Regions from separate parts of the Mus musculus genome. Here region 2 is linked to region 1. The links are chromatin contacts, called in public promoter capture Hi-C maps. All regions are on one chromosome and are shown on one strand. Each heading gives the region's core, a stretch centred on a gene start, on an enhancer-like site or on the middle of the called end of the contact. The rest is flanking DNA. Distances are from core to core; before and after follow the strand shown. Region 1 holds the start of Mon1a (MON1 homolog A, secretory traffciking associated). Region 2 holds the start of Amigo3 (adhesion molecule with Ig like domain 3).

What was found. Capture Hi-C pulls out chosen DNA fragments and counts their contacts.
Region 2: a promoter capture Hi-C map of adipose tissue shows a contact between it and region 1. The contact joins the promoter of Amigo3 here to the promoter of Mon1a in region 1. A contact is called at or near these places in 19 of 39 promoter capture datasets (the 3T3-L1 cell line, the HPC-7 cell line, cranial neural crest and 13 more), 5 of 15 datasets of contacts at CTCF or cohesin (CD8 T cells, the NIH/3T3 cell line and embryonic stem cells), 52 of 484 Hi-C or Micro-C datasets (the AML12 cell line, B cells, CD4 T cells and 36 more), 38 of 115 datasets of contacts at active chromatin or transcription factors (the 230-238 cell line, the HPC-7 cell line, PVALB interneurons and 25 more) and 4 of 9 other capture datasets (adipose tissue, liver, macrophages and 1 more).

The regions. Positions count from the first base shown.
Region 1 is chr9:107,883,447-107,889,712 of GRCm38.p6, reverse strand. It overlaps Mon1a (MON1 homolog A, secretory traffciking associated), which reads right to left and starts at 1,584. Exons shown (of 6, transcript NM_028369.3): 1 at 1,311-1,584.
Region 2 is chr9:108,049,143-108,055,779 of GRCm38.p6, reverse strand. It overlaps Amigo3 (adhesion molecule with Ig like domain 3), which reads right to left and starts at 2,621. Exons shown (of 1, transcript NM_177275.4): 1 at 79-2,621. The coding sequence starts at 2,400. The coding sequence ends at 874. It overlaps Gmppb (GDP-mannose pyrophosphorylase B), which reads right to left and starts at 6,516. Exons shown (of 9, transcript NM_177910.4): 1 at 6,135-6,516; 2 at 5,939-6,019; 3 at 5,803-5,851; 4 at 5,523-5,665; 5 at 5,171-5,329; 6 at 5,008-5,086; 7 at 4,804-4,931; 8 at 4,538-4,720; 9 at 3,860-4,454. The coding sequence starts at 6,263. The coding sequence ends at 4,323. Rnf123 (ring finger protein 123) reads left to right here. Exons shown (of 39, transcript NM_032543.2): 36 at 3,193-3,335; 37 at 3,472-3,566; 38 at 3,660-3,745; 39 at 3,820-4,108. The coding sequence ends at 3,940.

The sequences.
Region 1 (6,266 bases), core at 335-2,834:
GCTTCTAGCTATCTCTCCCAAATTTATCTACCTCCTAGGTCTGCACAATGCCCTCTCTGTGGCTTTGTACTTCTGCCTTCAAACTCCAAACAAGTTCTACACCAGCTATGCCGTCCTGACAACATGCTCCTTCAGGACACTTTTTGTGCTTCTGAGGGTTAAATAAATCCAGTGTTCCTGAGTGTCCCCAGCATAGGACCTGCACAGGGAACGGAGCAGGGCCAGCTGTCTAGAGCTAGCCGGTGCTTTTTTTTTTTTTTTTTTCCACAAAAGTTCTCCTTCTATGTGAGATCATATAGCATTTTTATCCTCTCCAAGGTCAGTCTGGGGTTCCAACCAGAAGGCCTGGTGAAGCGAACCGTTTTCTGGATACCCACACACTCAGGCAAGAAGGCTGAGTGGAGCAGATAAAGCCCACCTCCCACCTCCAATAGACTTTGATTTCTGCAGCAAGTGCTCCTGGAAAAGCTGGTCCTGAGCCGTTATGCAAGGGAGGTGTCTGAGAACAGCTCCAGTGGTCTCTACAGGAACACTTTTTAGGCAGTTCCTCTAAGTGCTCCCAGGGCATGCAACTTTTCCTAGAAGCCTCTAGCAGAGCCTATGAACAAAATCACCAAGAACAAAAACAAACAAACAAACAAAAAGCTGATGCTGTCCCTCCTTCCAATGCGCCTCCCTCCTTCAGATTGCTCCTGAGAGAGGAGGGTCTTGCAAAAGCCCCTCCTTACTAGCTTCAAACAACCTTGATCTTTTTTCCTGTTCTAACAGCGCTTCAAATTTGATCTTGACCCCTTTGGTCCACTTGGGAGGACGACTCAGAAAGTCTGACAGTCAGGGCTCAATTGGGACTGTGATGTGGCTGCTTCAGCAGGATGCCTCCAGGATCTACAATGAGCCTAGTTCCTTGTCACCTCTAGAGGCCACTCCCCTTCCTGACAAAGGCTGCTCACAGTTCCCAAGCAAACTCTACCTAGAAAGGGTTGGCTCACCCTTTCAGACCTGCCTGCCTCGCTCCACCATCCTCCTTTTAAAGAGAACTCTGTGGGCCGAATATGTCCGAATTGGGGGTTGGTGTCTGCTGCCTATGGGACATTGCTCTCCCGGCCAAAGGATGAGTTCTCGCCTCATCTTTCTTAGTGCCTAGCTGGGACCAGCCGGCTAAAGGACCCCAAAGAGCCGCAGTACCCCTATCGGGGCAGTAGATGGCCGGGACACCCCCCCCCCCTAGTTTTCAAGCCCCTCCCTCTAAAGATGACAGCTTGCCCGCCTCTCGCCGCCCCCAGGCCACGTGGGTTAGCAGTCGAACTCACCTGTTTCTTGGGGAAACACAGGACCTACCGAGGGTACCAGTCACTGCCCTCTGCCAGACCCCTGGGGAGATATAAGTGTCCAGCAGTGCCTGGCCTCAGAGTGCAACTTCGCGGGGCTACCGCCCCTGGAGGATACAGACATGGCCACAGCGGAGGAACCGATCTCTCCTGCCGACCCTTAACCGGCCACCGGCGCAGGAAGACAGCTTTCACCGGCCTCTGGTGGCGGAGGCCCGGTTCCAGCCTCTTGGCCAGCCCCAGCCCGCCCCTGTGTGCATTGTGGGAAATGTAGTCCGTAACTCTCCGCAGCCTTAAAGCTGCGGGAGCGGTTCCGGGCTCCCGAGCCTGGCGATGCCAGAGGCGGGGTCTGACCTAGGACCCGGGTTGCCTCACCTGGCACCGCCTTCTTCCGTGTCTTAGAGGCGGGTCCTCTACCCTTCCCCCCAAACACCCACTAGATGTTTACTTTAAGGGACCAGAACGAACGTCAGTATTTCCCCACCGATCATGGAAAGATGATAAGTTTAGGGAGCTGGATAAATGCCACTAGTGAGCACAACCACATAGACTGTACAAGACGCGGACGTGTTGAAAAGACTCAAAAATTGTTGCTTAAAAAGACCTTAAGTCTGGTCACAGTATATTATTTTAAGGCAATAGAAAGCACAATTCTCAACAATTCACATAAACTGACCCGGGGAGCTTTTAAAAAAACATTAATGCCTGGACACTATCCTATAGATTTTTACTTAATGGGATGAATGTGAGGTACGAGGCATCGGAGTTGTTTGAAAAAGCTCCTGGGTGATTTCTAAGGGCAAGGAACCACTGCTTATAATTTCCTAGACACAAAGTAATAAAAACAGGAAAACAAGTTTTCCCAGCAGCCCTTATTTCTGGTGAATAGTTTGAAGAAGCAAAATTAGGGAATGGCTAGTATTACTTATATTTTATCTGAAGCAATTTGCTTACTTTTCAAGCTTCATGGTTAGTCATCCCAATAGTTCTGAGATAAAGGACAAAGTCAAAAACCTCTGACTTTTCCTTGCAGTTTGACAGGCTCCCTAAGGAGGTCGGAGAAGTTGGGGATCTCTCTCTTCTCTCTCTTCTCTTCTCTCTCTCTCTCTCTCTCTCTCTCTCTCTCTCTCTCTCTCTCCCTCCCTCCCTCCCTCTCTCCCATGCGAATTTGAAATCTGGCTCCATAATACTGGCATATGTGTGCTCTCTCTCTCTCTTTCTCTCTCTCTCTCCCTCCCTCCCTCTCTCCCATGCAAATTTGAAATCTGGCTCCATAATACTGGCATATGTGTGACTGACATGATGACAACCTGTGACCTTTTCCTGGAGATAGTTTCCACAGGGTTACCAGACCCTTAAATGCTGGGTAAGGGAAGCGTCCCATGTGAGAGGGAGTTCGTTCCTTTGCAGTGGAGACTGAGAAGGGGAGTGGAACTTCTCCAAGTCTCCATAGGTCTTTCAGGATTTCCTCTCTTTGCTTGCTCTGGCTTCCAGGTTCCTACCTTGAAGCAAATATAATTTATACAAGTTTTCCCTATATACTTCATTTCATATTATTTCACTATACGAGTCTAAAGTAAGAATTTTTGAGCAGGGCGGTGATGGCTCACCCCTTTAATCCCAGCACTTGGGAGGCAGAGGCAGGCAGATTTCTGAGTTCGAGGTCTTCTTTTGTGTGCATATGTATGTTCTGTGTTCATGTATGTGCAAATATGTATGGGAATATGTGCAGGGGTGTGTGTGCACATCTTACGTTGGGTGTTGTTCTAATCAGCTTCAGTTCTCAACTTGACACAGTGTCTGTGGGGAATTGTTTCAGTTGTTAATTGATGCAGGAGTGCCCAGCTCATTGCAATTAGTGTTATTCCCTGGGCAGGTGGTCCTGGGCTACTCAGCTTGAGTGAGCCAGCAAGCAACATGGGTTCCTTCCTGGTTTCTGCTTCAAAAGTTCCTGTGCTGAGTTTCCTTAAGGATCAACTGTGGCCTGTGAGCTGAAATCAGTCCTCTCCTCCCCTCAGTTGCCTTTGGTCAGAATGTTCTAGCACAGCAGCAGAAGGAAACTAAAACTTCCTTGACATTGTCCCACTTTTAGGTCTCATGGAGCCTGGAGTTCACTGGTTGACTAGACTGCCTTGGCCAGCAAGCTCCAGAGATCCACCTGTCTCTGTAGCCCCAACACTGAGGTTAGAGATTCCCACCTCTGTGTTTGGCATCTCCCTAGGTACTGCTCATGCTTGTATAACAAGCACTTAGCCGGGCGTGGTGGTGCATGCCTTTAATCCTAGCACTTGGGAGGCAGAGGCAGGCGGACTTCTGAGTTCGAGGCCAGCCTGGTCTACAGAGTGAGTTCCAGGACAGCCAGGGCTACACAGAGAAACCCTGTCTCGAAAAACCTAAAAAAACAAAAACAAAAACAAAACAAAAAAACAAGCACTTTACCCATGAGCACTCTACAGATTAAGCAGTTCTTTCCCCCAGTCCTCATTCTTGCTCCCAAGAACAAAATCCCCATCAGACATGACAGAGTCTTTATTTACTGGGATAAGCTGGTGAGCATGCATCTCTAAGGTGTGTGCTTAGGCACTATAGAAGCAAGCCACTATAGCTACATCTGTTTGTTTGAGGACAGGTTTCCTGTAGCCAATGTTGGCCTGCACTCCTTTTCCTCCTGTTTCTACCTCCAAAAGTGTTGATTACAGGTGTACCACTGCAATAGGTGGGATTTTTTTTCCTTCTGTACACAAGCAGGTGGGTGTCTGTCAGTCCCAGGCTAGCCTTTTTACAAAGGGAGTTCCAGGCCAATCAGAGCTGTAGAATGAAGTCTTTTCTCAAAAAGAAAAAAGGCAAAAAAAAAAAAAAAAAAAAGAGGGCATTAGATTGCAATAGTTTACCTTAAAATATACCAATAACATCACTCTGTATAGTACAGGCCAAGGAGAACCATCTCTTTTGGAGACCTGTTGTCAGTAGGTTACTCAGTCTGCCCTTGAACTCACTTGTAGCCAGGGCAGGCATTGAATTTTCAGGCTTCCTGCCTCACCCACGAATCTCACCTTAAGTCATCATAAAGTTCAGAATTGATAGGGTTGGAGAGCACACCTATAAGTGCAGTATGCAGAAGGCAAGGAGGGCGTGAGTGCCAGGCCTATGTAGGATTCTCACGGAGACTCTGAACAAAAAAGAAAAAGAGCAAATCAAAGTCAGCATTTTAGCCAGGCAGTGGTAACGCACGCCTTTAATTCCAGCACTCGGGAGGCAGAGGCAGGTGGATCAGTGAGTTCCAGGACAGTCAGGGCTATACAGAGAAACCCTGTCTCAAAAAACAAACAAACAAACAAACAACCCCCCCAAAAGAAGTTGGTCTTTATAAGGTGACCGATCATTAACTTGCACGTCTTAATTATTTTTTGTTATGTAAAAGCAAAGTGTGTTTTATTCTGCAGAAGTCCAGAGTGCTGGGGACTCCCACTCCCAATAAAAAAAAACTGTTATTTTTATTTTATTATTTTTTTCAAGACAGGGTTTCTCTGTGTAGCCCTGGCAGTCCTGGAACTCACTTTGTAGACCAGGCTGCCTCGAAATCCATCTGCCTCTGCCTCCCAAGTGCTGGGATTAAAGGCGTGCACCACCACTGCCTGGCTAAAACTGTTATTTTTTTTAACAGTTTAAAATAAGTTAGTAGCTTTTATAAGATTAGGATTTGCAGCATTATCTCTGTTAAGTTTGAACCTTAAAAAAAATAACACTTTCTGAACTGAAACTTTTTTAGTATCAAAATAAAGCTTTAAATCATATTATACAGTCCTCGAGGAGCTGGGCAACTTTACTCTCCTGGTCCTTTTATAGTGCATCATAGCGCATGCCTTCTTTTCCATTCCTTTTCACTCACAGTCACAGAATATCTCTGCCTTTACTTTGGATTGACCTAGACACACTTCTGCCCCAGGGGTTCAGGGACAGCCCACATTAATTTGGCCAGGCTTTGCCCTCTGCTTCACACTCTTTGTCCGAAGTCTGAACTTATACACTACATAGATGATTTTCTTCTCTGTTCCATCCCTACAAATTAGCCAAGCTGACATCTCTACTCCCCTAAACTTCCTGTCTGGCCAGGGATGTAGGGTCTCGCTCTCTAAGGCCCAGCTGTCTGCCCCTCAGGTTGCTTACCTGGGGCTATGACTCCAGCTCACAAAGCCACTGCTCTAGACAGAAAACGTCTACTCCAGTCACTCTCAGTCTCACCCACCAAGGATGGATTCTAGCCTTTCTATGGAGGTCTGGTTTCTTATGCTTTAAGATCCGTTCTTTCTCACTTCTTGCCCACTCCCTGTACAAAGTGTCCCTTGGTTACAGTCCCCTCCTTGCACCCATTTCCAGGCTTTTTTATAAGCTTCAACAGGCCCACTTGCAAGCCATAGATCTAGACCCTCCAGATCTAACTCTTACCTTATTTCTCTAAATTATAAGCAAGGAGGGATATGCCCTTGGGGTCTTGGGTCACCAATTAGGACTTTCCTTTGCACCCATTACATACTTATCAAAAATAGTTAGACCATACTACCCAAGGATGGGCACCTTGCCTACTTGCTCTGGCTGCGGCCAAACTCCTTATTCATGAATAAAAAAAGTTAACCTTCTGGACATCTACTCCACTCCCCTCCTCCTCTCCTCCTCTCCTCCTCCCCTCCCCTCCCCTCCCCTCCCCTCCCCTCCCCTCCCCTCCCCTCCCCTCTGCTCTCCTCTCTTCTTCCCATCTATCTCACCTCCTAACGTACAAGAATTTCCAAACACTTCCTGAGTTCTCTACTTCCGGGTAGAATTGATAGGGGATGCCTTGCTTACCTTTTAGCCTTGCCCACCTCTCAGCATTTCAACCCTCCTCCCCAGCCCATCACCTGGCTTTGTCTAGACTTTGTGTTTGTTTGTTTCTTTGTTTAT
Region 2 (6,637 bases), core at 1,372-3,871, 170 kb before region 1:
GCTATTCTCTGATGGCCAGGGCCATCCTGCTGGATCAAGAGCTGAGCACACAAGGGGATCCATCTGGGAAGGCCCAGCGATGATCATGTACCACTTTTATTACAAAATGTCATAGCAGTCAGACAGCACAGTGCTGCCAGCTCATCATTGGGCAGGCACTGACCGTCTTCCACACCCACCCCAGTGGGTGTGCAGGGCGCATGCCCTGAGGGCTCTGTTTAGCCATTAGGTTGAGATGAGTGCCAGCTCTTGAGAGGCCTCCTGCTCTCCAAAGACAAGAGTCCCAGGTTAGTCACCTATCTATGCTTTTTCCTGCTGGGTTGTGAGCCTTAGGGATTGGGTCTGCCTGTAGCTGAAGACAGCAGGGCTACTCTGTAGGAGGGTCCTGTAGGTGTGTATGCCCACCAGACTCCACAGGAGTTGCAAAGCTTTCAGGAGGCTGGGTGGCAGCAGACTGGGTCCTCTTTCAGTACAGGGAAGGCTCATTTCCTCCTTCCATCTCAGAGTGGAAGCTGGATCTTCTGAGCTGCCAGTTCCCTCCGGGCAGGGAGGGGAAGTGTGGTATGCTTGACTCTTCTATACCACACCCTGACATCTGCATTAACTCCTGGGGGTGGTCCCCAGACTCTGATGCCAGGGCTTTTATCAGATTGGCTTAGTCTGTAATGTTAATGGGACATTTGGTCACTCTGTGGTCCTAGGGGAAGCAGGCTCTAGTAGTCTGAGACCTTGTCCTGAGCTAGTGTTAGAACTGTTACAGTAGGATCAAGGCTCACATGCAGTTGTGGGACCAGGCACAGCACGCCCCACCAGCAGGTCAGTTCTTTAGACTGCAGCAGCAAGCAGGGCAAGCAGCAGGAGATCTCAGGCAGTCTAGCTCATCACGAGACCCTCTGAGCCCGTGGAACTGGCTGATTCAGAGCCAGCCTTGAGTTGCAAGCCCATGGGGTTGCACAGATCGAAGTCTTCAGCTACTGCGAGCTGCACACGGCCATTGAGGCCCTTCTTGCCCGGCTCCAGGAAGACCACATGCTTGTGGACACTGGCCTTGCGGCTGGGTGCATCTGGTGGCGTAGTGCTAAGCATGGAGGACTGTGCGCTCAGCTCCTGGAGTGGACTGGATGCCCGGGGCCAGCAACGGTTGCGGCAGGCCCGCTGACAGCAGTGACAGCAGCCACGACAGGGTGGTGCAAACAAGTAGAGCAACACCAGCACCAGGCCCACAATACAGCCCAGCAGGGTGGTAAAGCCTGTGTTGAAAGTCTCTGGCTCGGGGCGAGCCTTTTGCACACTCACATTGTACTCAAGTGTCTGGTTGTGGTGCAGGCGGGGCCCACTGGCCAGGCACACAAAGACGCCTGCGTGCTGCTCTTGCACCCTGCCTATGGCTAAGCTGCCATCAGCCAACACAGCGATGCTACCATCCTGAGAGGCTGGCGCCACAAGCAGCTCATTCTTCGGGGAGACCCAGGCCACCCGAGTGGCAGGCACACTGGTGTTGCAGAAGAGCCTCAGGGACTGGCCCACCTGCGCGTGCAGCTGCTCTTCAGGCAGCTCTAAGCCTGGAGCTGCAGCCACAGAGCAGTTCTTGAAGACCCGGCTGTGCTCAAAAAAGCGCACTCGGGACTCTGACACCTTAAAGACCAAGCATGTGTACTCGCGTTCAAAATCATGCAGGGCACTCAGGCCCCGCTGGTGCCAGCGCCGGAGCAGGTGGTAGAGGCTGCAGTCACAGGGCAGCGGGTTGTTGTGCAGGTAGAGCCTGTTCTTGAGATAAGTTGGCAGTGCAGCCAACTCAGGGATGGAGATATGTTTCAGCCAGTTGGAGGAGAGGTCCAGAGTCCGCAGGCGGGTTAACCCCAGACCGTGCAAGTGGTTGAAAGAGAAAGAGGAGAGCTCGTTGCAGCTGAGATAGAGGTGGCTAAGCATGCGCAGGCCCTGGAAGGCATCCAGGTCCAAGTGCATCAGGCTGTTATTGAACAGAAGTAACTTCTCCAGCTCCTCCAGGCCATCCAGGTCATGGGTATGGAGCATCCTTAACATATTAGAGGACAGGTCAAGTGTCCTCAGGCCACTGGCATTGGTGAACGCACCATGGCCCAGGACTTCCAGCTTATTATAGCCTAGGTGCAAGGCACGCAGCCGGGAGAGGGGCGCTAACCACCCCGGGTGCAGGCGTTTGAGTGCGTTGTGGCTCAAATCGAGTTCTGCAGCAGTGGTAGGCAGTGCTACCGGCAAGTCCTGTAACCCACGGCCCGCACAGCTCAACACATCGGCAGCACAGATGCATATATCGGGGCAGTTGTGGGGAGCAGGAGGCAGAACATCCTCCAAGTCTGAAGTGCCCAATCCAGCACCCAACATGCATAGTAGTATACCTGATAGCACTAGCCAGGCCATGCCAGTGACTACCAGGGAAGATATGGGGACAGCTCAGTGCAGGTCAACAGCTCCAAGACTCACCTACTTCTGCACAGGCTTGCGGATTGTGGTTCCCTATGGCCCATGGCTCGAGAGGCACAACGCTGGCTCCCCCTGCCCAGCCGGCTTCTCCTGCTCTTCTGGTCTGGGTTGTGAGGTGGGGCCCGCAGCCCTTCTTCTAGCTTCTCCAAGAGCTTTCTGACTGGATTCTAAGTACTAGCTAGGAAATGACCGCTCAGGGGCGGGGACCTAAGTTCCCATTGGCTCCTGCTGTTAAGGGGCGGAGCAGCCACATCTCTTGGCACTTAAAAAGCCAGTGTGGCCACCAGAGGGCCCCAGTGTCCCAGTCTGCTTGGCTGGAAGCCTGACTTCCCTCTTGAAGAGCAAAAGGACTTAGGGGAGAATGCCTTCAGCCCTCAGAGGATTGGTGTGTAATGGGGTAGGTGGAGTCCTTGCTGCTCTCTTAGATTTACTTATGTCTGTGTATGTGAGCATTCGTGCAGACGTCGGACGACGACTTGTGAGGTTCTGGGGATCAGACCCAAGTTACCATAGCTGGTAGCAAGCACCTTTTTATCAATAGCACCCTTCTCTTTAAACTGGTATTCAGGTCATGTGGGACCAAACACCTGGGAGGGTTGGTAAGTAATAGGGGGGAGAGTGGAGGCATAATAATGAGCGAGGCCTCTGGATATTCATCTGTCCCACGTGGAGAAAATGTTCACACAGGCTCAAAGCCTTCCTACGACCTATGCACCCTCCCCTACCTAGGACAGAGCAAGCCACCTCTGTGCTCCTGGCTGATCCCTGCTTCCAGCTTCGTTCCATATGCTATCTCCTGGGGCAGCCAGAGCCCCTAGCACCTGGCACTACCTTGCCTGCCCCTGACCGGAAACGCTTCTCTCTACAGAGTTGTAAGTGAACCAGCGGGTGGGTCAGGTCAGGGAAGAGTTTCAGGATCCTCAATAGCAAATTCCCTGCCTGGGAGTATTCAAGAGGCACTGAGTTCTCAGACGACAGGGGCCCTGATGCTACCTACTACTGATGCAGATACAGATTATATCAGCGCTGAGGAGCTGGCCCAGGTGGAACAGATGCTGGCTCACCTGACCGCTGCATCTGCCCAGGCGGCCGCCGCCTCCCTGGTGAGTGTGGCATAACAGAGGCCGTTTTACTAATCTGTAAACACCAGGACAGGGGTAAGGATCCCAGCCCAACTCCTCCACTCTGCCCTGTAGCCCACCAATGAAGAGGACCTCTGCCCAATCTGCTACGCCCACCCCATCTCTGCTGTGTTCCAGCCTTGTGGTCACAAATCCTGCAAGTAAGTGGGCCCCATGGACTTGGGGAGGCAAATTAGGACGCACGAGGTAGCACTCCTTCCCTCCCCTCTTGTAGAGCCTGCATCAACCAGCACCTGATGAACAACAAGGACTGCTTCTTCTGCAAAGCCACCATTGTATCTGTAGAGGACTGGGACAAGGCAGCCAACACAAGCGCCATGTCCTCAGCTGCCTAGGCCATCCTGGAAGCTCCGCCATCAGCCGCAGACCGGGCCCTGTTTACCCATCACCCTCACTCTTACCACTTCCACCCACCCATCTGCCTGTGTGTAGCCTCGCTGGTGGGAGCCTGAGCTTGACTTCCAGTCCAGGCTACAGTGAGCATTAAATTATTATTCCAAACAGCCCTGGGCCCGCTCTTCTTGAGGGAGTGGGGGCTTGTGGGTTACACCCAGCAGGGTCCTGTCCATGTCTGTCCCCACCAGAAGGCAGAAGTCCGACAGCTTCAGAGTCATCCACTCCTCCCTAGACAAATGGCACCAAGTCCAGGGCCTCGTGAAGCATTGAGTCCTACCCTGCTGATGGCAAAGTGGATGCTTGGCCAGCCCTCCATATCCTTCACATGATAATACGAGGTTCTGGTACTGACTCCCCGATAGACTTGTGGGGCAGCACGCTGGCTCCATTGAGGTACAGTTCATCATTAACTATGACATCTTCACCCAGCACTGTTACATTCTCCATGCGCACCTGGAGGTGGGGGATAAGCCTTGTTAATGGGGCACACATATTCCCCTGCTCCTGTGCCTGCCCAGCCCAGCTCATAGACTTACCCATTGGCCCACACGGCAGCGCCAGCCCACGATGCATGACTCAAGCCAGGAATGGGAGCGGATGTGAGCATCACGAAGCACTGTGCATCGCCGGATGCACACACCATCCTCCACCACCACACCAGGACCCAGGCTTACATTGGGGCCAATGCTGCAGTTCTGACCGATACGGGCACTTGGGTCCTGAGAGTGTTGAGGAAAGCAAGAGTGGGTCATTTGTCTCCCAAATCTGAAAAGATTAGCGACAGGCTGGACAAGGGCCTCACCACAAGTACATTCCCCACAATGCCAGGGCCTGAGTACAGTCTCTCTGGATGCTTCTGTCTCAGCGATTGTAGGAAGAGGCACATGCCAGTGAGGAAATCCTTGGGCTGTCCAATGTCCATCCAGAAGCCTGTACAGAGAGATGGGTCAGAGGGCTCTGCCTAGCCACACACTGACTACCCCACACCCTATGGCCTCTACCTCACCCTGCAGCTCCATGGCATATAGCTGCCCCTCCTTGGCCATAACTGGGAAGATCTCCTTCTCAATGGATGTAGGCTTCAGCTGTGGAAGTGGGCAATTTGTGAGCAGGCCACACAGCAGAGGCCTGCTCCACCCCAGCCCGCCCAGCAGTTCTCTCCTACACACCTGGATGCGCTGCAGCACAGCAGGGCTCAGGATGTACATGCCTGCGTTGATCTTATTGGACACAAACACCTGTGGCTTCTCAACAAAACGGTGGATGCGGCCTGTGTCAGCCTCACATACCACCACACCATACTTGGAAGGCTCTTCCACCTTGGTAACCTGAATATAGAGGTGGAGGGTACCTTAGGCCTAGTCCAGTTTTCTTTACTCTTGATAAATATGCCTATCCCACATCTCAAAGGCTCTCCCCCAAAGACATTCTGCATAGCTTTGTAGCAAAACAGAGTTTAAGACCAGGGGTCAGGAAAGACTCCATGTGAGGGTGGGAATGTCAGAGGAAATCTTCTCTTACCAAGATGGAGCCCTCTTGGCCATGGTGCCGATGAAACTGCACCATGGCTTGGAAGGGGAAATCACATATCACATCACTGTTGAGAACGAAGAAAGGGTCGGCAGTCTCAGATAGTAGGTCTCGGGCCAACGCCAGAGGCCCAGCTAGAGAAGGGGACAAGTCATAAGTTACCACCTTGCTAGGGGCCTAGGTCCAGACTCCAGAGGCCCCACCCATCCGCCCAGATTGGATACCTCTTTGCTGGCCCTAAAGTTTGCCCAAGGGCCTTCCTTATACTGACCTGTCCCCAAAGGCTCCTCTTCATGAGACATAGAGATTCGGATTCCAAGCTGGAAAGAAGAAGCCATCTGGTTATGTTCCTCCTCCAATGGTAAGAGCCCCAGGGACCTAAAGAAAGGGCTAAGTCCATGCCTCACCCTTTGCTCTTGTGCCTTCATTTCCTTCTCCAACATCTGTGACATGTAGCTCACTGCCAGGATCACGTGGTCCACACCTGCCTGTCAGACACAATAAGGTGTGCTAGTTGACTGGCTCAGTCACAAGGTATGACCACCCCTGGCCTCCCAGTCACTATCCATCCCTCTTCCCGCCATAACAGACCCACGGCCTTACCGCAGCAAGCGCCTCCACTTGATGCAGCAAGATGGGCTTATTGCAGAAGTCCACCAATGGCTTCGGAGTGCTCAACGTCAGCGGCCGCAACCGTGTCCCATACCCTCCCACCAAGATCAGTGCCTTCATGGCGTCTGCAGATGTTAGAAGTGGATCTATCGGTCCAAAGTACTTACAGGCCGCCTGACCGACCCCTGCCGCGCACTCCCAACGCCGTGCCCTGACCTGCACGTTTCACCAACTAGACTGACCAACTCTGGTGTCACCTCGCCCCCCTGCTCTACCCTGATGTGGGGTCCAGGATCAGCCAGAACAGAAGACGAGGAACTGGTTGGAGACCGGCTGGTCCGGAGTTCCGGCCGGAGGCGGCGCAGCCAGTGACGTAACAGGGAGAGCCAATCTACGTGGCAGGGCCGCCCGCAGCCGAGCGTCAGACTTTACGCTGCGGCGGACGTAGCCAATTAGATTTCCAACGCCCTGGGCTGCCATGGGGACCCGGAGAA